Regions from separate parts of the Ovis aries genome. Here region 2 is linked to region 1. Evidence: chromatin contacts called from public Hi-C data. All regions are on one chromosome and are shown on one strand. The core of a region is the stretch at or near the end of the contact, and the rest is flanking DNA. Distances in the headings are between cores, read along the strand shown. Region 1 holds the start of PPP1R27 (protein phosphatase 1 regulatory subunit 27). Region 2 has its middle 20 kb from the start of SLC25A10.

The links. A called contact is a pair of places that touch in the nucleus more often than the background predicts.
Region 2: a contact with region 1 is called in a Hi-C map of mixed tissues, with 2.7 times the contacts expected there. The contact joins the enhancer-like site here to the promoter of PPP1R27 in region 1. A contact is called at or near these places in 4 of 16 Hi-C or Micro-C datasets (mixed tissues, retroperitoneal adipose tissue and tail adipose tissue).

Annotation. Positions count from the first base shown.
Region 1 is chr11:50,543,738-50,547,412 of ARS-UI_Ramb_v3.0, reverse strand. PPP1R27 (protein phosphatase 1 regulatory subunit 27) reads right to left here and starts at 1,710. Exons shown (of 3, transcript XM_004013068.5): 1 at 1,388-1,710; 2 at 1,158-1,308; 3 at 512-876. The coding sequence starts at 1,577. The coding sequence ends at 753. MCRIP1 (MAPK regulated corepressor interacting protein 1) reads right to left here and starts at 134. Exons shown (of 5, transcript XM_027974276.2): 1 at 1-134.
Region 2 is chr11:50,587,297-50,590,971 of ARS-UI_Ramb_v3.0, reverse strand. No RefSeq gene overlaps it. Among named protein-coding and RNA genes, the nearest start is that of SLC25A10, 20 kb to the left of the region's middle. Within about 2 kb of position 1,546, at least 5 of the 54 cell types and tissues checked have an H3K27ac peak or open chromatin away from gene starts, as enhancers often do.

The sequences.
Region 1 (3,675 bases), core at 461-2,960:
GCCCGGGGCCCTCCCCTCGCGGCCGCCGCGCCAGGGCGGGTCCGGGCCGCGCCCGCCCCGCCCCCGCCGCTACCGCCTCACCTCGCCCTCTCGGCCGCCGCCGCCGCTGCCAGGGGCCCGGCCGGAAGTGATGCGTCGCCGCCGCGCACGCGCACTGGCGCAGGTCACGTGACCGCCGGCGCGCGGAGGGGCGGAGACTGAGGGCCGGGGCCGCGGGGCTGGGGCCGAGAGGCTGGGGTCTGGGGTTCCTGGAGTTCCTGCCAGCCGGGGACGAGGGATGTCGAGGCCAGTCTCCTGGGCCAGCGGGGTCGGAGTTCTGGGACAGACAGGGCCTGGGGGTAGCGGGATCGATGGACGGCAGGGACCGGCGGTCGGGAGCCGCGAGACTCTAGCTCCTTGCTCCGACACTGCAGGATCCCCAGACCAGAGTGGACGGCGGTTGTCCGCTGACCACCAGAGCAACCGGAGCCGAAGGACTGGACAGGACGATCTCCAGTAATCAGGCCATCACCACGGGCTTAGGAATCACGTTTATTGAAAAAGTAAAAAGTATAGCAATAAAAAAAAAAAAATTTCACCCGAAGAAAAACCCAGGCCGCGGTTGGGAGAGGGGAGGGCTTTTGCCCTTGTGTGGGGTCCCGGCCAGTCTGGCCGGCCCATAGCCCAGCTGGTGGGGCACTCCTGGCTTCCGGGGGAGATGGGCACCTGACTTCTCCAGGCAGAGCTAGCGCCCTGGGAGGGCAGGGCTGGGCTCAGTCCATCTTAGTCCCTTTGAATAGCTCCACCAAGTCCTTGAATTCCGGGTCAATGAGGTCTGAAGGCAGATCTCCATCGTCGTTCGCAGCTTCTCTGTCCGCCCCCAGGGAAATGAGGTACCTGGGTGCAAAGGGCAGCCCTAGTTGAGGAGGAAACGTGGCCCAGAGAATGCTCACCCCTGCCTGAAGGTAGCAGCCTGCGGTTCTGAGATCTACCTGTTTTTTCTCTTTCCAGGTGAGGTGAGGAGAAAGAAACCGACCCTTTGGAAGTTTCGCTAACTTTTGCAGTTTGCTCTTGGGAGGCAACAGGGCAGAAAGGAGATTACAGAAGCCCTTAGGGTTTTTAGCTACACTAGCAGGGCCACCTTTGGGGGGACTACATCCTTGAGGCCACCCTCTCACCTGGCTATATCAGGGTATCCGTCACTGCAGGCGATGTGCAGGGGTGTCCAGCCTGTCTCGTCTCGCTGATGAATGTCTGCCCCGTATTTGACTAGCAGCTTCACGCACTCGAGGTTTCCAGAAAGCACCGCTTCATGAAGGGCAGCCAGGCCTGGACAGGACAGGAGGGGTCAAGGCTCAGGCCTTCCCCTGCCACCCCACAGAGCCTCACTGGCCCCGCAGGCACTCACCCGAGGGGTAGATGGTGTCCAGGGAGACTTTCCGAGTCCGGATGAAGCGCCCCACCTGCTCCAGGTCGCCTTGGCGGATGTGGTCCAAGAACAGGACGTCATTAGGGAAGTGCACACTGCGATCAGCCAGGAGTCTCCGGCGCCGCTGCCTTGGGCTGTAGCGGGCATAGCGGGCTGTTCTGCTGGGCATCCTGGCAGCAATGGTTTGGGCCACCCCTGTGGGGACCCTCCTGCTCGGGGAAGGAAGGTGCACGGACCCGGACTGTGTGCAGGCTCTTCTGACTGACAGTGACCTCCAGCACTGCTGCCACAATGCTCTCCGTGCTCCTGTTGGCCAGGGCACCTTCTTATATAGGACCGGCAGAGCTATATAAAGCTGCGCAGTCATGCTCGCACCCGAGGGGCTGAAACTGAGCCGCTCCAGCTCTGCCCTCAGGATCATGTTTAGTGGTTCATCTTTCAGCCCACCTGTCGCTGTGCCTGGCCAAAGGGGTCAGATCCTTCCTGGCCACTGCTCCCTGCCCCACAACTGGACCTCGAAGGTGCTTGACAGAGGGCAGGAGAAGCACTAGAAGGGCAAGGCCCATAAGCAAGGCAGACAGATAACCAAGGTCATTGAGGACCAGGGTCTCCCTCCGTATCGAGAACTTGGGGAGAAGGGCATGATATGTGATAAGCACAGCTCCCTCTGCCCACTGGGAAGGCAAGGGGATGCTTCCTCAAACCTGAGGGAACACAGAAGAAGCTGTACAGAAGGCCCAGCCCAACCCATCTCCCTGTCATTTGTCACTTTCTATCATGGCTTGTATCACTCTCAGGGCAGTTTTCCCAAAACGTGGGCTTCAGTGGCCCTGCCCTTCTGCTTGGAAACCTCCCGGATTAGAATCAAAGTGCAGAACTTCCCTGGTGGGTCCTGTGGCTAAGACTCCCTGCTCCCAATGCAGGTGGCTGGGTTTATCCCTGGTCAGGGAACTAGATCCCACATGCCATGAGGAAAGATCCTGCATGCTGCAAGGAAATAGAAGATACCACATGCCACAACGAAGACCTGGTGCAACCAAATATTATTAAAAAAATTTTTTTAAGTTTTATTTATGTATTTTTGGCTTCACTGGGTCTCTGTTGCTGCTCGCTGGCTTTCTCTAGTTGCGGTGAGCGACGGCTACTGTTCATTGTGGTCCACGGGCTTCTCATTGCAGAGGCTTCTTGTTGCAGAGCATGAGCTCTAGAACACATAGGCTTGATAGTTGTGGCTCACAGGGCTTATTTGCCCCTCTGCGTGTGAAATCTTCCCAGAGCAGGGGTTGAACCTGTGTCTCCTGCATTGGGAGGCAGTTTCTTAACCACTGGGCCACCAGGGAAGTCCAAATTTCTCTTTTTAATAAGGACACCAGCCTACTGGTGTCCAGGGAGTAGGGCCCACCCTACTCCAGTTTGATCTCATCTTAACCAGTGACATCTGCAGCGATTCCATTTCCAAATAAGGTCACATGCTGGAGTACTGGAGTTAACACTTCAGCGTATAAATATTGAGGGGCGCAGTTTGGCCCCTAACGCTGGCGAGAGACCTGGATGCTGGAGATGGGCCAGCAGTCTGTAGTAGGGGGCAGGAACTTGGTTACGAGAAGCCGTTGCCCCACCATGTTGATCTCGTTCCAACAAAATCAACAAATTCATCAACACTCAAGGTGCAAAGCCCTGGGCCAGAACACTGCACTGCCCTGATGGGGTTTCTCCTCCTGCCTCTGCTGCTGATGTTCCCTGGGAAACTCCGCCAGGCCCAGGTCCTGCGGGGCCCCAAGGGAGGGGCGGTTCCCAGGGCTCCTGCATTTCGGGCTCAGAGTGTAGTGCTGGGCGATGCTAACTCTTGGTCACTTGCGTCACTTATGAGTAGCTACAATTTCTATCAGCGTGTTTACACGAAGCCCAGAGACAGAGTACCATGCTGTACACAGAGACAGAACTTTCCTTTGATGTGAAGATTGCTTTTTCTGCTGTTGTGGAAAGTTCTGTCTGCCTGCCATGCTCAGAGGATCAAATGAAAGAACTCTGGATGAAGAAGCTGCCACCAATGGCCTGTTTTTTCCCACCAGTGACAGGCTTCAGGCCAGATAGGGCAAACCATAGGCCCAACCAGGGTGGGCCTATTAGTGACCCCAAGAAGGACCCTTCCACTCTATCCTCCTAGAGGTAAGCTGAGAGAGCTCAGGATCTGGGCTGTGGGGTTTCTGTTTGGATATTTGGATCAGAGAAGGCACAGATGCCTGAAAGGCATTGTGGTGACAACT
Region 2 (3,675 bases), core at 297-2,796, 44 kb before region 1:
CCAGCCCCAAACGGCCAGGACTTGGCCAATACCTGCCAGCTTCCCTAATTTCTGCCTCCACTTCCGGCTCAGGACCAACCAGAGAAAGTCAAGTACGCTGCTGTAACCAACCAGATGGGTTGCAGCACCTTCAGTTGGCCACCCACAGCTTCCTCAAGCCCATAGTCCCTTTTGGAGTGCACCTGAGCCCCCTGAGCTCCCCTTTCACGATGGAGCTGCCCCCTCCTCTGTCTGCCTTGAATCTCTCCAGCATGCAAGCGAGCGGGCTACTTCCCTATCAGAGCACGGTGAGCACATAGCCTCTCGTTCTCATTTACATGGTCTTCGGTTACTGCCACAATGTTTGACCAAAACTCACACACAAGCACACCAGATATGGCTGGTTTCACAGGTGAGTTTTTACTGTGATCGTGGAACAGAAAACTCGTTGTCTTAAAATTTTCAGAGACTTCCTGGTGATCCAGTGGTTAAGACTCTCAACTTTGAGGGGGAATGAAGAGGGAGAATGGGTTTGACCTCAGATCGGAGAGGACCCCTCATGCTACCTGGCACAGCCAAAAAAATGTTTAAAAAAAAATCATGGAAGGCTAGCATGATCTCAACTCCAAAACGAAAGTTAAAAGACCAATCTAATTCCTGATGGTGAATGCATAAAACCCAAAGAAACTGTTAATAAAGTCAGCTATACAACAAAAAATGTTAGACCTCTGACCATGCTGGGCTTACAGTGGGATTTCAATGTCAGGAAACTGATGAATGTACTTCCCATTACAGGTTAAAGGAAAACAAAATCCATGATCATCTTAACAGCTGCAGAAGGAGGACTTGAAACAATTGAACACTCATTTGTGATTTTTAAAAAATCGTCTAGCAACCCAGTAGTAGAACAACAACTTGTTGATCTGATAAAGGGCATTGCCTTAAAAAGATACAGTAAAATTAAAGACCACAAATTATGGGAGGAAAGACAGACATTTGATCATACAACAATTTTTGGTATTATGCATGGCAAAACCTTCTATAAAGAAATACATACAAACATGCACAAACAGATCAGGGAAAACCTTTGCAAAGTATATGGTAAAAAGTTCCTAATATACTAATTGTTCTTACAAATCACTAAGAAAAAAATCCACCTGATAGGAAAATGGGCTAAGATTACAAAACTTTTCTGGGCTGTAGACCCTGCACAGGGCTTCCCCGGTGGCTCAGTGGTAAAGAATCTGCTTACAATGGAAGAGACACGGGTTCAATCCCTGAGTTGCGAATAGCCCCTGGAGGAGGGCACAGCAGTCCACTCCAGTATTCTTGCCTGGAGAATCCCCATGGACAGAGGAGCTTGGTGGGCTCCATAAGGTCACAAAGAGTTGGACACAACTGAAGTGGCTGAGCACACACGCATGAAGACCCTGCATTAACCAGGAATCTTTTGATTACGTAGTACAGAAACCCAGTTCAGACTGATTTATGCATGGGGGAATGTATTGACTCACCTGGACATAAGGCATGACTTAATCCAGGTGTGTCATCCACCTCTCTTCCTGTTTCAGTCTGACTTTTCCCCGCATGGCTTCATTCCTGGGCAGTCTCTCCTCAAATCCTGGCCACATTGTGCCAGCTCAGCGTCTCCATGGAGAAAATGAGAGCAGGCCTGGGTGGCTTCTCATTGCCCCCACCTGAGCCATTTGTCTCCATGAATCAACTTCAGCTGCCAAAGACAGACTGGCTGGCCGAGTCTGGGTTTCTAACCTCCCCTAGACTAAGAGTGGGGAGAGAGACCCCAAAGGGAAACCAAAATACTCTTAGCAGAAAAGAGCCGAGGACTGCAGAATGTTATTCGGGCAAAAGGGAGCTCAGCCCATCCCAATCCTATTTAGAAATTAAAACAGGTCTGGATGGCCTTTTGCTCAAAGAATTTCTTCTTCTACTGAATGATTTGAAACATCTATTGTGTGCTTTTTTTTCCATGAAAAAAAAATTGTATTAGGTTTTGTAATCAGTCCCACAATCTATTATGTACTTTAAAACACAGAGTACTTGCGTTTCTGGTGCCTCCAGACGTGGATTCTAATGAACTAATTGCATAAATGTCATGGAAGCAAAGTAGGAAAGGACTTCTGGGAGCCTGCCTGTGTTTCTGGGAGGAATTCTGGGAGGACCAAAGAAAAGCAGGAGGGAGGCAGGAGAGCTCCATGTGGAGAACCTGGTGCTTGCCAAACCCCTGCAGTGGGCGGGAGCCTGGGGGCTGCGTCCCAGGATGGAAGCCAGTGGGTGGAGGGTGGAGGGCAGAAGGGGGGCCAGCAGGGCCTGGGCTATGAGGTCAGACACTGTTAGAGGGCCCTGATCAGGGCTGTGACTGGATCAGGCATGGATATTAAAGGATTCTCAGGGCTGGCAGTCCATCAATTAAATATAGAGTTACCATGGTTGTCACTGTTTAGTCACTAAGAGTTGCTATGAAAGTGAAAGTATTAACTCACTCAGTCATGTTCAATTCTCTTGGACCCCATGGACTATAGCTCGCCAGGCTCCTCTGTCCATGGAATTCTCCAGGCAAAAATACTGGAGTGGGTAGCCATTCCCATCTTCCTGACCCAGGGATTGAACCCAATTCTCCCACGTTGCAGGCAGGTTCTTTACCAGCTGAGCCACCAGGGAAGCCCTGAGAGTTATCATGTCACCTAGCGATTCCTCTTCTGGGTTTATTCCCAAGAGAAATGAAGACATGTCCACATGAAAGGCTGCTAAATGGGTGATCACAGCCGCCCTATCACAGTCGCCAAAAGTCCGTCTGTGTATGAAGGGATAAACAAGTCGTGGTCCATCCATTCAATAGGTGGACCTACCCAGCTTTTAAAGGGAATGAAACCCTCACACCTGCTAAAACACAGCTACACCCTGAAGACATTCAGTTCAATTCAGTTCAGTCGCTCAGTCGTGTCTCTTTGCGACCCCATGAATCGCAGCCTCCCTGTCCATCATTAACTCCCAGAGTTCACTCAAATTCATGTGCATCGAGTCGGTGATGCCATCCAGCCATCTCATCCTCTGTCATCCCCTTCTCCTCTTGCCCCCAATCCTTCCCAGCATCAGGGTCTTTTCCAATGAGTCAACTCTTCACATGAGGTGGCCAAAGTACTGGAGTTTCAGCCTCAGCATCAGTCCTTCCAATGAACACCCAGGACCAATCTCTTTTAGGATGGACTGGTTGGATCTCCTTGCAGTCCAAGGGACTCTCAAGAGTCTTCTCCAACACCACAGTTCAAAAGCATCAATTCTTCAGCACTCAGCTTTCTTCACAGTCCAACTCTCATATCCATATATGACCATTGGAAAAACCATAGCCTTGACTAGATGGACCTTTGTTGGCAAAGTACTATCTTTGCTTTTGAATATGCTATCTAGGTTGGTCATAACTTTCCTTCCAAGGAGTAAGCATCTTTTAATTTCATGGCTGCAGTCATCATCTGCAGTGATTCTGGAGCCCCCCAAATTAAGTCTGACACTGTTTCCACTGTTTCCCCATCTATTTCCCATGAAGTGATGGGACCAGATGCCATGATCTTCGTTTTCTGAATGTTGAGCTTTAAGCCAACTTTTTTACTCTCCTCTTTCACTTTCATCAAGAGGCTTTTTAGTTCCTCTTCACTTTCTGCCATTAGAGTGGTGTCATCT